4 separate regions of the Mus musculus genome follow, and all the other regions are linked to region 4. Evidence: chromatin contacts called from public HiChIP or PLAC-seq data. All regions are on one chromosome and are shown on one strand. The core of a region is the stretch at or near the end of the contact, and the rest is flanking DNA. Distances in the headings are between cores, read along the strand shown. Region 1 overlaps Pepd (peptidase D). Region 2 overlaps Rhpn2 (rhophilin, Rho GTPase binding protein 2). Region 3 overlaps Pepd (peptidase D). Region 4 overlaps Gm38988 (a long non-coding RNA gene).

Region 1 (3,291 bases), core at 391-2,890, 200 kb after region 4:
CCAGCTGCAGGAAGGCAGATAGCCTACAGCAATGATAGACAGCTGGCAGCTGCTAGGGGCCCCCACCTTGGTGGCCAGACACACCCTGCCTGCTTGAGCCCCAGTTTCCTGAGTCACAGAGCAGAATTGGATCTACATGGCAGATGGGTTGGGCCTTAAGGTGTACTGCTGGCATCCAGGAATCTGCCCCATTGGCTGATGTTACCTGTAGTGGTTTGAATGAAAATGGCCCCCATAGGTCTATAAGGAGTGGCACTTCTAGGATTGTGGCCTTGTTGGAATAGGTGTGGTCTTGTTAGAGGAAGTGCATAACTAGGAGGTGGGCTTTTAGCTCTCAGAAGCTCAAGCCCAGGCCTAGTGGCTCACTGTCTCTGCCTGCTGCCTTCAGATTAAGAGACTGCAGCACACTGCCATGCTCCCTGCCACAACGGACTTAACCTCTGACAATGTAAGCCAGCCCAATTAAATGTAGTCCTTTATAAGGGCTGTCCTGCTTATGGTGTCACTTCACAGCAATAGAAACCCTAAGGACAGTACTTCTTGTATCCTCCCGAGTTCTAGCCCTTGGAACAGCCCAAGTGTACCACTTGACTCAGGCCTTTGGCCTTGACTCTCTACAATGTGTGTGCCCAGCAAAGTCCTGGCACTTTAAAGGGAGCAGTGCCAGGCACCTGGGAGAGCTGTGTCTGGCCCATGAGGAGAGAGTAAAGCTTGGAGCTGTTAGCTGACCTACACTGCTTGCCTTGAAGCCTTAGATGAGCAGCCTTAATCTGCATCGAAATAGAACTCCCAACCCTCAGTAGCACAAGTGATTGATTGCTTCTGGGACCCCCCCCATCCCCCACTACACCCAAATCCACAAACTGCACACACACTCCTGTACTTAGAATCCTTTCTAGATGACTTACCATACCCAACACAAAGGGAATGCGGTGTGAGGATTACTGTGTTGTTCAAGAAGAAATGACAAGAAAATGGGGCTCTGCATGTATACTACATTGTGGTTTAATTCTGCGGAAGTCCTTGGGGGCTCATGTTTTGATTACTTGCTCCCCAGATGGGGGTACGGTTTGGGGAGATTCTGGAATTTTAAGTAGGGACTAAATGGAAGTCACTGGGATGGAACCTTAAAATATGCCTCCACTTCCTGTCAGCTCTCTCTGCTTCCTGATTAGCCAGGGAGTGAACAGCTCTCTTCTGACACATGTTCCTGCAGCTACGATACTCTGACCAGGAGTATCATAGGGCCAAACACCTATGGATGTAATTGTGAACCAGAACAAACCCTCCTCCTGACCGCCTCAGTGGCTTTGAGAGGTACAGATGCAAAGTGACTGGCACAGCCACCACAGGACCCGCTATAGAGCACACAGACTATATGTGGAGTGGATGATATACAGAAACCAGCACTGAGGCAGGACTGAGGGCCCGAGGGATAGCAGAGGCTAGACAACAGAGTTCCTGTCCACTTCCTTCAGGTAGATTTAGCATGGTGCTCAGTGCTTGGTGGATTCAAGCATTGATTTTTAGAAAGTTCTGGAATGTCTTCCCTATTGTGGCTGACTAAACCCATGGAAATGGGGGATGACTGCATTGTCAAACACTGGAATGTTTGCATTCCACCAGTCCCACTCATAAAGCTGAACACACCTCAGAAAATAAACATAGCCTCCTTTCTTCTTCAATTACCATTTGCCACGGTCTCTCTGCTGTAGGTTCCAGGAATGGCAACAGCTATTGGCTGCTTTGCCCTAACTCACCCACTCAGGCACCAAGGCACTCATTTCTCAAGAGATGAAAGAAGTGGGAGCCAACCAGTCCTCTCCAGGAGTCTCGCTGATCCTCGCATCACTTGGGATGTTGCTGGTGGGACCAGCTGAGGTATGGATGTGTCTGCAGCCCAGTCAGGCCTGCTTCTTCACCACAGGCCTTTTTCAGTACACTTCCTGATCATTTATCTCAGAGATAGTTTCCCTAGGAACAGAGCCTGAAAAGGCACTTCATTCCCATTTTGTAGTCAGGCAAACTGAGACTTAGCCAAAACAGTATCGAACACTGCATGACCCATTGTGCTTCAAGAACTCCGTTCTCCTTACACTTCACACAAAACCAGAACTCTACACCCAAATTAATGATCAAATCCAACAGCAGAGGGTCATGGTTAACCATTCAAAAGCTCAGGAATGAGAGAAATAGTTCCAGGCATAGGCCAGCAGAAAAGATAATGAATGGATATGAGGTGCCTTTAAGATTAATTTTTATTATATTAAATTATGAGAACATCTGTGTGTGGGTTTGTGCATGTAGGTGTCACTGCAGATGGAGACCAGAAGCGGATGTTAGATCCACCTGGCTGGAGTCACAGGTGGTTGTGAACCACCATGTGGGTGCTGGAAACTCAGCTCCTCTGCAATAGTATGCATCCTTGACCACTGAGCCATCTCTCCAGCCCCTGGGATATTTTTAGAGCGTGGCATTGGTCTGAAAGTATAATTAAAAGCAGCAGAAGGTAAGGCGGTCAGCAAGTCAAGGAAATAAACTGTAAAAAAAAAAAAATCAGTGTTCAAAGTATGTGGCTTTGAGAACATCCACGAGAATTGGATGGGTTCATTTCCACACAGACACGCAAGACACTTAAGAATGCTCAATGATGTGGTAAATGAGGCGTGAAGTCCTATCCATAAGAGAAGAAAAAGGCAAATGAAACTCTGGATTAAACAGAGGCACAGAAACTGCAGTGACTTCCCAAGTACCCAACGGCACACATTTCCTTCCTGTGTAAGGGGGAGCTGGAGTCTCATGATGGATTTAGCGTCATGGGCAGGGTAGGTCAAATCAGAACTATTTGCATCCTAATAATGGCACATGTCCTACACAGTGCTGGTGGGTCTGAGTTCTAGTCAACAGGAGACATGGATGTGAAGGGGCACACGAAATGCTCCAACACAATCCAGAAGCTAGATCGCTTTACAGCACAGCAGTTACCCTTCTCAGAGGGCAGGGCTGTCATCTGGACCTGAACTGTCCTCGTAGAGGGACCATCCCTCCTCTACTCTGGATGTCTCAGGGATTTTGTCATGGCGGCAGAAAGCTGACAACTATCATTTGTAAGTAAATGTCTCTACATCCAGGGAAAACATGGGAACCACACTGGATGTGTCAAGGACAACTGGGGAAACTCCTGTTTATAATTGTTTTCTAACTTAAAAAAAAAAAACTTTCTCATTAACATGCTATACAGATTTATTTATGTGTGTGTATATATGTGCCTGAGCATATGTACGTGCATCA
Region 2 (3,578 bases), core at 758-3,257, 220 kb before region 4:
CTCTCCCCTCCCAGGACCACTCCAGGGTCTGCCCCCTTCCTGGGTCTTCCCTTCCCTCCCTCTACTGCTGCTTCTGTTGTTTGTACATGGCGGGCTCCCTGCCTTAGTCCCCAAGCCTTCCTGCCCCCTGCCCGAGACTTTCAGGGCACTTTCTGGAAACCGTGGTCTAACTGAAAACCTACTGCCAAAGACACCGAGGCCCAGAAAGGGTATTAACCAGCTGATGCCGCGCAGCTTGTTGACAGTCGGGGCCTGATTCCAGCTCTACATGCCAAAGCATGGATTCTTTCCACGGTGTTAGTAGTCTCCAAATGTGCTCTAGGGAGGAGTAGGATTCCCACCATTCAAAACAAAGAGTAGCAGGTAAATGATCCGGGTGGAAACAGCCCTTCGCTTGTTCTCACCGCTTTGATGTTTTTCCATCACTGGGAAGGAACGGAGGACATGCTAAGCAAGCGTTATATTCTGAGCCACACGTCCAGCACTCGCCATTTAGGTTCATTTTGCAGGAGAGTCGTTCAGGAGCTGGAGAGAAGGCTCAGTGGCTAAGAGCACCTGCTGCTCTCCCAGAGGACCCGAGCTCAGTTCCCAGCACCCGCGTCAGAAGGCACACAACCAGCTGTAACTCCAGCTGCAACAGACCTGCCACTTCTGGCACCTAGCACCTGCACTCGCTCACGCATGCATACATACCCACAGTCAGACACACACCTACCTGTAGTTAGAATTAATAATCAGAAACCTTTTAAAAGCAAACAGTGGCCAAGTGTCATTATCTGAAGTCTTCATTGGCTACAAAGAATGATCATAACAATCCTGGGTATAGAGCTAGTGAGATGGCTCAGTGTTAAGAATGGCTCCTCTTCCGGAGGTCCTGAGTTCAATTCCCAGCAACCACATGGTGGCTCCCAACCATCTATAAAGGATCTGACACCATCTGTACCATCTGGCATGTAGGTGTGCGTGCAGACTGAGCACTCCTATATGTAAAAAGTACATAAATAAATATTAGAAAAATCATCGGTGTCATTATCACACCTATTACATAAACAAATGGCTCTGTGTCCTGTTGTATGGGCTTTCCCTACACCAACTCATCATGGCCCACTAAGACCCTAGGATACAGTTCCTATCTCCCCACTATCTTGAGCTTCAGAGCTATTCTTGAACTCACCCAAGGTCCAAGATTGGTTAAGGCCAGAATTCAAATCCAGCCAGACTGTGTGCTGAGCAACTTTTAAAACCATGCCCTGTTGGCCTGGCTCAAAAGCAGGGCAGCAGGAGTGAGAAATAAACCTTTTAATCAGTCATGGGGGCACAGCAAGCTCTGGAGTGCAGACTCCTGACAGCGTTCAAGACCACGCACAGCAGTCTGCTTAACCTCTTCTCAGACAAACGTCTGTTCCTGGCCGTCACTTGTTTGCCTGTCCGGGAACACCATGGATTTTGGGTATGTGTTCGCAGCCCACAGCGTTCTCCGTGGTTTCCTAGTGTTCTGTGAGTGTAACCTTCCTCGTCTTCTTGTCTTTCTTTATTTTTGGCTCTTTCAAGGCTGCCCTCACTTTGGGAGGCTATGGAAACTTTGTTACTGTTGCCTAGCAGGCAGAAACTGATGTTCCCAGGTGAGCCTTGAAGGTCATATCTGCCTGCGGATCTACCAAGACGTGGGGGACAAACAAGCCAGTTCTGGCTGCCACGCCTTCCCCATCATGATGAACAGTGTTGTCCCCTGGAGCCATGAGCCATGACAAACCTCTCCTCTCTTGAGTTGTTTACTTCTGTGTCCTTACTTCAGTCACAAGGACATGAACTTAACTAATACAGCTCTTAAATGCTGCATATGATCTCACACACACACACACACACACTCTCACACACACACACTCTCTCACACTCATGTGAGCACATGCGGGCAGTCTATACCGCTTGGCCAGCTATCCCTATCCAGGCAGCAGATATCCTTCTAAAACAAACACTGGACTATGTCAGCACCCTCTGTGAAGATTGACTGGCTTCCAATCTCCACCCCTGTCAACAAGCCCCACCCCACTTCCTGTAATCCACTCTGGTCATGGCATGACTGCTTAAAGGGCTTCCTCTGTCCCTCTGGCACAGTCTGTGCTCCTGCTGGTGCCAACCTCAGCACACCCTTATTTTCTTTCTTTCTTTTAAGCAGTTATTGTTATTTTATGTGCATGAATGTCTGCAAGGTCCAAGGAGGCCAGAAGAGGGCGCCAGATAGAGCGCTGAGCTGCGGCGTGGGTGCTTGAGACTGAACCTGGGTCTTCTGCAAGAACAGCAAGAGATCATAGCTGCTGAGCCCTCCCTCCCCCAGCACACTTCTTCCTTCTTGCCACTCACACCCAAGTTCAAGCTCTGTCAGCCTTGTACCCGCTGCTGGACACTGGAGAGCACTGGCCTTCTTTTCAAAACCACACCTATGCTTTGCTTTTTGTGCAAGTCTGGGGAGAAACCCTGGGCCCCTGGAAGCTTCGGCTTCCTGCTCTACCCCATGGTCTCTCCTACCATGATGCCATCTACCTTACCACATAGCCAGAGCAATGGGGCTACTAGATCTGGATTTTCAGCCTCCTACATTGTGAGCTAAATAAACCCCTTTGTTTCATAAGCTGTTTGCCTCAGGTCTCTTGTTATAGTAATGAAAAGCTGACGACCATAGAACACAAGCTAAGGCTCAGAGTATTGTGAAAGAAAGTTGTTACGGTGTGAACGGTCTAAGGCACGTTATTAAGTGGGGCCAAGTGCAGAAGAGAATTGACATTTTGATGTCACCTCCTTTCCCTGGGCAAACACTCAAAGGCTCTAACTTCACACATGAACTTACAGAAGCACCAAACACTTCCCCAGATCTCACTGGAAATGACTGTCACGGCCCCTCAGCCCTTCTGTATAAACCAACCATCTGTCTGTCTGTCTGTCTGTCTGTCTGTCTGTCGTCCCTTCCCCCCACCCCCATCAGTCTGGCACAGGGTCTCACAGCGTATCCCAGGCTGCTGTGGTCCTCACCATCCCGGGTGATAGAATTCCAGGTACAGAATATGCTCAGCTTTACCTGAACCCTTTCTTTACCCTGTGATTACACAGAATTTCATCAGAAAAACCAGTGGGCTAGTTAGTCTGAGATTAAAAAATATGAGTTTTCAGGTCATCTCTTTGACCCAGGATAAGCGCCTCCCAGGATACTGAGCAGAAGAGACCATGGGATGGCTTCAGATGCCCCTGCCATACTGTACAAGTGGGAGACAAGGGTGCCGACAACCCCAAGGGCCATCCAATAACCTCCCCCACTCGTTATTCGCCACCAGGTGCTTGCGCTCACCATGGACGATGTGGAGTCCAGGAGGCTCACGACCTTCATCTCAACCTCTTCTCCCCCAAAGCTCTTCAGCAACTTCATAACCTCACTCACTGTCAGCCACTTGCAATCCACGCCTTGAATGGAAACAATGTAATCTCCTTCCTTGGCCCCTGCAAGCTAAAAAGAAATGTTGGAATAAATGTCAGAGATTAGTCATTACATTCTGAAATGTGTCTCCAGACTTATGGTGCAAGCAGGC
Region 3 (3,462 bases), core at 649-3,148, 230 kb after region 4:
CTGACTTCTATCCAGCTCTGACTTGGAGAGCTTTATCAAAAGAATGGGGTGGGATTAGAACATGGAGCTGTGACAGCATCCGGGGTGGAACAGAGTGGCCGCCTGTGTGCTAGCCACTGTCAGCAGTGGAAGTTGAAAGAGCTCCTTTTATCTGCCTGCACTGGTCAGGACATCACAGCCTCGGGGCCACACTGACGCAGTTACTCACACGACCCAACACTGGCTGGGTGACCGAGTTGGAAGGTAGATTTAAGTCAAGGTACTCCCCAGTTCCTGTATACTCACTGGCCATTCACAACCTGGGGCTCTTCTTACAAATAGACTCCTCAACACACGAAGGCCCAGGCCGAGCCCACTGGCAGTTTTGATTAGAGTGGTGTCGAGTTTGCAGGCAGGTTTTATAGGAACCTCAGGAGTCAGCTACGTACCTCATCCGTGTACTGGACATCATCCACAGCGTACTTCTCCTTGAAATACTCCTTGGAATGGATCCTGAAAAGAAAGCACAACGAAACCACAGTCAGGGCCTGGCAATGCCCAAGCCTGGTCACCTCCCGTCTACCAAATCCAGGCCATGAAGCTCTGGTTCATCCCTGCCACAGTGTGAGGACCCAGCACCAAGCAGGTATACCCAGCAGTTGATGGTAAAGGGTGTCCTGCCGCTGAACCGTCTCTGCCGCCCTGGGACCTCTGATTCAGTCCACCGTGTCCCTGGCTGCCTGCAGAAGTCCCAGCTTCCACTCTTCCCCTCCACATCGCCTTCGGGGCCATGGAATATGTGACTTCCCAGCTGCACCTCTTTAAAGGAAGGTTAATACGCGGATGCTTTAAAGAAGTCAAGAAGAATTTAAGCTGAGTCCTCAAACTTTAAAACAATTAGCCAAGGAGAAAGCAGGAGTAGATGAGGTGAGACAGCCCTCACCCAACTCTATGCTTTCCCTGGATTCAGCAGGCTGCAGTGCCACCCAGATGAATCAATGCTGTTGGGGGCAGTGGGCTCCCACATGGAAGAACAGTCACTACATGGAGGGGGGTGATGTCACCAGCCAAGTGCCACATCCAGTGAAGTGCATATATGCCACCTGCACTACTGCAAACCTGGTTGCATACCCACCCCTTCCCGTCCTACTGTTGTCTCACAGCATGTGCCCCATCCAACAGGTCTCAGTACAGCACAACAGATGGTCTCTACATTTACCAGGGACGTAAGGGATGTGTGGATGGCAGGCAGTATTCCTGGGAGTTCATCTGGGGATGAAACCAGGAGGCCCTCAGAGCTCCACGACCTATGTGCCACAGCACAGCACTGCTTGGGAACTAGGAGTCCATATATCAATCTCTTTCCACCTAAACAAGTAAAACTTGTTATCAGAGGTTCAGACTATAAGGACCAGGGGATGGGGAGGGTAGTGGACCCAGCAATGTGTGTGTGTGTGTGTGTGTGTGTGTGTGTGTGTGTGTGTGTGTGTGTCACAGCCCAGGTAGAAAGCCCACTTCAGGCTGAGAAGCTCTGATCTCACTGTGGTCTCATAGAATGCCCTCTTCTTTTCTTTCCTTTTTCCTCTCCTTCGACCTCTGAAAAACTCACTGGGCATCAAGCTCTTGCCGTTAATTAAATTTGCACAATTCAGTCACATTAGCTTCTGCCATGAGACAGGGCTCAAAAGTTAACTGGCCACGATCTGACACCTCTTAGCAAAAGGCCTCAAGAGCTGAGGCAGGAGGTGTCACTTCAACTGGGTTGTGGGAGTCCCAGGTGCAGACTGGGAAAGCAAGGGGTAGGGCCACCAGCAAGACAGCTGCTAGATTATCTTCATCACTCCCTCTCCAGCTGTGCCAGCTGTGCCAGTACAGCCCCGCCCTACCTCTGGCCCCAGTCACTTTGTCAACACCAGGACTGACAGGCATGAAAAGCAAACTCCTACCGATTGGGAAGCACAAAGATCTGACTCAGCCTCCAGGGCTCTGCACAGGAGGTCAGGCCAGCCACTGAAGTGGGGGCCCTAACCTTTTCATATCCACCACTATAGAGCACCAGGAGCCTCTTAAGAAGGAAGGCATAGCAAATATCTCCCTGTCCTTCTCTTCTGGAGTCTCACAAGTTAAGAGTCCATCAGAGATTTGCCAGACCGGAAGCCTGGTGAGGTCTCGAAGCGGTAAGCCCCAGGTTGAGAGCTTGATCCCATGGAGCCAGGGGAAGTGGCAGCAAAGGAGGTGATGGCAGTAAGCTGTGAACACTGGGTGTCCCTCCTGCGTGCTCACCTCAAACTCCCACATGGTGCTTACACAACGTACTTGGACATCACTGAGCAATGCCTTGAAATGCCTTGCTGAGCAATCTAAGAAAGGAGCTATTTATTTCTTGGGCTCTTGGTTCCAGAGGCTCAGTGTGGGGCTGCTTGGCTCCACTACTCCTCAGTGAATGCGGAGGCAGGGCAGTACGGTGGAGGGCATGCACAGCAAAGGCTGTTCCATTTGCAGTGGATGGACAGCTGCCAGCAGAGACGGAGGGCCCTGAGACAAGATGGCACTCCGAGGACACATCCCAGTGACCTATCTCCTCCAAAATCTTCTTTCCTAAAGCACCATCTGGTAGGAAAACCAAGCATTTAATATATGACCTTATGGGGGACAACTGTCATTCAAACTGTCTATGGATGGCAAGGTGGAGCAAAGAGAGGCTGGACCCCAGAAGAAGCCCAACAGGAAGAAGTGAGCACAAGTACTGCCCCCCCCCAGTACCCCTTGTACTTGCTCTCCTTACAGAGGCAGATGCCACAGTCTAGGCTGAGTGCAAACTGGGTCTTAATTTACCTCCCATGCATTGTCTTGCCAGGAATAACCACCAACATATAAAATACGAAGAGCTATGGTCATTTTGTCTGGTACTCTGCACATTACATTCTTAGGACAGAGATAATTATGTTTGAGCAGTACTTGCTTTTTCATGTTTGTGAGTTAACTACAGTAAAAATCATTTAGATATTACCTGGAGGGACATATGTGCCAGGCTGCATGATCAAACCAGCCATGGAACACTTGGCAGCCACAACTTGGTGGAGCTGATGGGAAAGGGGGTGACATGTCTACTGGTGGGAAGGGTCACTGGGAATCTCTGAATGCACTGAGGGGGTGTGGACAGGGCACAAAGTGGCTTCTTAGAGGATCTACACCTAGCTGACATGTGGTGAGGAGCAGGCACAGCTCATGCCTGGCCCCGTCCCACGGGACATCCCAATGAAAAGAACCAGACTTAAGGGACAAATCAGGAGAGGAGCTGAGCTCACTCGGATACGCATCCCAGTACACAGTGCACTTCTGGCAGCAGGGAGAAGTTGCCTCCCTTAACAGGATACCCATCCTCTATAGGGGATTTGTGCTCTGCCAGCAGCTGGCCCCAAGCACAAGCCCAGAGTCACAGCAGGTGATGCTTGGTCACAGCACCATGGGCCCCAAAGCCCC
Region 4 (3,354 bases), core at 230-2,729:
TAGCCCATGGATGTCACACAGACACTTAACCGTATCCCCGCACAGAACTTATATATGTCATACTGACATAGGCCACAGGTGTCACACACACCATACATGCACAGAACATATACACACCACCCCCATACACCCCACAGACATCAAATAATGCACAGACAGATGTCACTCTGACCTCACCTACAGACACGCAGTGTGCCCTGGCTCACCCTGCCCCCATCCTGTTGCACACAGACCGCAGAGTCAGTAGAGCAGACTGACAGAAGCCCTGGAGCCACATGGCCCCTTCTAATTCCCAGACCTTCTCAAACTTCCACTTGGCCACACTGGCGCTTCAGAGGGCCAGGACTGAGGAAGAAATGGAAGGGGTGGTGGAGAACTTGCGAGACCAGAGCCAGCAGGCAGGGGTCAGGGTGCAGCTCCCGGTAGAGAGCTGGAAGCTTTGGGCTAGGGGACAGCCTCAAGTGCCTCGGGAGAGCCAGGTGTCCCTCCCTATACCCTGGAGTCTGAGTATACATAGAACCCCACTTAGTTCTTCTTGGTTGTCTGATAGGACTCCCTCCCTGCTATCCCTTGGCTTGGCACACAGAACTTCAGATGGGAGTCGGGGTCCCTATACCTGTGCCTATAACAAATGGCCTTTCCTACAGGAGACAACTATGGTCTGAGCAAAGAAACACCTTCTGCCTCAGGCCACAGGAAGGCCTGCCCCAGACTTTGGATTTTTGAACAGTGAGCTGACAGGGGCAAAAGGGCCATCTTAGAGATCAAGGCCTTCGGGGCTTCTGACTCAATGTTTGGCATTCCACCCTGGAGCTAGACCCTGCTAATCCAAAGAGCCCCAGGCTCCACTAAAATGTGAACCAAACCAACTGGTGGCCATTTGGGAATTAGTTGGAAAGGGTGGGTCAGGGAAAGCAGGTGAGGTTTTTATGTGGGCTCCTGAGAACAGCTGGCTTTTCATTGGCCTGAGGGCTTTCCCAAGAGGTCAGAGGCACTGGGCAGTGGGATTCCGAGCAGCCCACGCCTTGCTCAGGGCGGGCCAGCTCTGCAGCAGCAGGATGCAAAGGGTGAGGCGCAGCCAGGTGTGGTGGTGATGCACGGCTAGGGGAGTGCTGGGAGGGAGCTTTCAAATTAGAAGCTAGCTTGGGCTATAGAGTGGGGCTCTGGCCACTGCTCACTAGGCTTCCCTGCCTGAAAAACATCAGTGGTAGCCGAGGTAGAAGCCACTGGAGTCATAACCTAGAGATCCATTAGAAAGGACAGCATAACAGATACCTTCTCTCTGGAGACTTCCATGCAATGTCTGTCTTAGACATCCTGCCTAAATTGGCTCTGCCGGGACCCTGCAAATTCTAACCTCCATCTCCAGCTCTGACCCCTCAGAGGCTGGTGAGCCAGCCGACTTGGGCAGGAGTCATGCTCCCAGCAAGGACAAGATGAAACTAGGAAGTGGCCCCAGTGCTATTCAAGTGTCCGCCTGCCATTCTTTCCGGGTGTGGGGGCGGCTGCTCCTAAATAGGGCCTTAGTCACCCTCTGTCAGGAACCCTAGACTGAATCTCTGGGAAATGCCACAGGCCGTCACAGCTGGAGTCCTTGGGGCTGACCCAAAGGCCCACACTCAAGCTGCATGCTGGGGACCGGCCAGGCTCCCAGCCTGTGATAGCTCTGCTGCCCGTTGGTCCATGGACAGCCAGCCTGTGAACTAGACCACTCTGTCTCTCTGCCAGCCCCTTGCTTTCTCATGCAGAGGTGAGACAGAAAGATTCACCCTGAGTTTCTTTTCTCAGGGACTTTCTGGGTTCCCAGTCCATTCAGGAAAAGCTGACATCTGGAACCTTTGAGGACTTCTATATACTGACAACCTCTGAATGTACCTTCTGCTGGATCCCAACCCAGCAGGACATCTTCCCTCTGTCCCATATCAAGACCTTCACAGAGCCAGGTGCTAGCTCTTTTTCCCCTCCATACAGCAGGCTTTGAGCCTGGGTCCTGTGGATGCCCTGGGGTGCTTCCATCACTGGAATGGCTAGTTTGATGTCAATTAGACACAAGCTGGAGTCATCAAAGGGGAGGGAACCTCAATTGAGAAAATGCCTGCAGAAGACCTAGCTGTGGGCAAGCCTGCTGGGCACATTCTTAATTAGTGACTGATAGGGGAGGGCCCAGCCCATTGTAGGTGGTGCCATCTCTGGGCTGGTGGTCCTGGGGGTCTAGAAAGAAAGCAGGCTGAGCAACCTATTGTTGAGTAAGCCAGTAAGCAGCACCCCTCCATGGCTTCTGCATCAGCTCCTGCCTCCAGGTCCCTTCCCTTTTTGCATTCTTGTCTTGCCTTCCTTTGGTGATGAACAGTGGTGTGGAAGTATGGGCCAAATAAACCCCTTCCTCCCCAAGCTGCTTTGGTCATGGTGCTTCAGCACAGCAACAGTAACCCTGAGTAAAGCTATCACAGACTGGTGAGGGTGCAGCTTTCCCATTGCCAGCAGGGTTGGAAGCCTCTCCTGGGAGTTTCTATGCAAAGTGGGCCAGAAGGACCCCGGTTAACCTCAGGAGCTCAGCAAGTATATGCAGTCCCAAATTGACAACTTGATGCACTTTTGTTGTTGTTTTTCTTTATGGTGTTGAGAAAGGGAAATGCATTCAATAGAAGTCAAACTTCACATTTTCGATGTGGCTCTTGTCTCAGGCATGTGGCATTTGTGATGATGGGCAGTGGACAGCTGCAGCAAATCAGAGCTCCTGGGCAGCCCCGGGATCACAAAGAGAGAATTGATGTTCTCCACCGTTCTGGGTTCTCATGCTCTGATGCCTGGCACTGCAGATGTACTCGGGGAATTCTTCACTCTGTCTAGTTTGTACCACTATGTCAAAAAAAGACCCGAGATTGGGTCCTTTAGAACTTAAAGACTTTACAGAGTTTAAGCTGGGTGCAGTACTATACTCCTGCGATTTCAGCTGTGTGAGGGGCTGAAGCAAGAGGCCAGCCTGGGGAGCCCAGGGGGACCCTATCATCAAAGCTACCAAGCAAACATTTTAGTTTGGCATCCAGTTTTGGAGTCTTGGGAATACAGAGTACAGGGTCAACCTCTGATTAGCATGTGATGAGGGCTTTCTTGGTCCACCATAACATGGCGGAGGATATCACACGCTAGGACAAAGCAAGTCTGCCGCCTCTGGTCTTTCTTCCTATCGTGGGGAATTGTTCTCATGTAACCCCAATAACATTCCAAAGTCTCAACCTCAAATACCATTCACACAGGTATTAGGTTTCTGACACAGAAATGTTTGGAAGACCCAGGGCAGATATTTTTCAACTTATAACAGGTTCACCAGGCTGGGCATAGAGGTCACACCTC

What was found. HiChIP or PLAC-seq counts read pairs in DNA pulled down with a chosen protein or histone mark.
Region 1: a contact with region 4 is called in an HNF4G HiChIP or PLAC-seq map of pancreatic cancer cells. The contact joins two enhancer-like sites. A contact is called at or near these places in 1 of 484 Hi-C or Micro-C datasets (bone marrow-derived macrophages), 7 of 115 datasets of contacts at active chromatin or transcription factors (bone marrow-derived dendritic cells, embryonic stem cells, epiblast stem cells and 2 more) and 1 of 9 other capture datasets (adipose tissue).
Region 2: a FOXA1 HiChIP or PLAC-seq map of pancreatic cancer cells shows a contact between it and region 4. The contact joins two enhancer-like sites. A contact is called at or near these places in 3 of 484 Hi-C or Micro-C datasets (cerebellum, embryonic fibroblasts and embryonic stem cells) and 1 of 115 datasets of contacts at active chromatin or transcription factors (pancreatic cancer cells).
Region 3: a contact with region 4 is called in an HNF4G HiChIP or PLAC-seq map of pancreatic cancer cells. The contact joins two enhancer-like sites. A contact is called at or near these places in 18 of 484 Hi-C or Micro-C datasets (bone marrow-derived macrophages, cortical neurons, differentiating embryonic stem cells and 8 more), 6 of 115 datasets of contacts at active chromatin or transcription factors (bone marrow-derived macrophages, differentiating embryonic stem cells, embryonic midbrain and 3 more) and 1 of 9 other capture datasets (embryonic stem cells).

The regions. Positions count from the first base shown.
Region 1 is chr7:34,966,025-34,969,315 of GRCm38.p6, reverse strand. The region is part of intron 7 of Pepd (peptidase D); the gene reads right to left. Among named protein-coding and RNA genes, the nearest start is that of Gm35534, 22 kb to the left of the region's middle. Within about 2 kb of position 1,640, at least 31 of the 459 cell types and tissues checked have an H3K27ac peak or open chromatin away from gene starts, as enhancers often do. A contact at or near this core is called in pancreatic cancer cells, where this site is marked.
Region 2 is chr7:35,385,245-35,388,822 of GRCm38.p6, reverse strand. Rhpn2 (rhophilin, Rho GTPase binding protein 2) reads right to left here. Exons shown (of 15, transcript NM_027897.4): 14 at 3,341-3,496. Among named protein-coding and RNA genes, the nearest start is that of Faap24, 9.7 kb to the left of the region's middle. Within about 2 kb of position 2,007, at least 27 of the 459 cell types and tissues checked have an H3K27ac peak or open chromatin away from gene starts, as enhancers often do. A contact at or near this core is called in pancreatic cancer cells, where this site is marked.
Region 3 is chr7:34,931,712-34,935,173 of GRCm38.p6, reverse strand. Pepd (peptidase D) reads right to left here. Exons shown (of 15, transcript NM_008820.2): 4 at 429-492. Among named protein-coding and RNA genes, the nearest start is that of Gm25922, 11 kb to the left of the region's middle. Within about 2 kb of position 1,898, at least 19 of the 459 cell types and tissues checked have an H3K27ac peak or open chromatin away from gene starts, as enhancers often do. A contact at or near this core is called in muscle stem cells and pancreatic cancer cells, where this site is marked.
Region 4 is chr7:35,161,991-35,165,344 of GRCm38.p6, reverse strand. Gm38988 (a long non-coding RNA gene) reads left to right here. Exons shown (of 4, transcript XR_003946743.1): 4 at 1,789-2,008. Among named protein-coding and RNA genes, the nearest start is that of Gm35889, 5.4 kb to the right of the region's middle. Within about 2 kb of position 1,479, at least 25 of the 459 cell types and tissues checked have an H3K27ac peak or open chromatin away from gene starts, as enhancers often do. A contact at or near this core is called in muscle stem cells and pancreatic cancer cells, where this site is marked.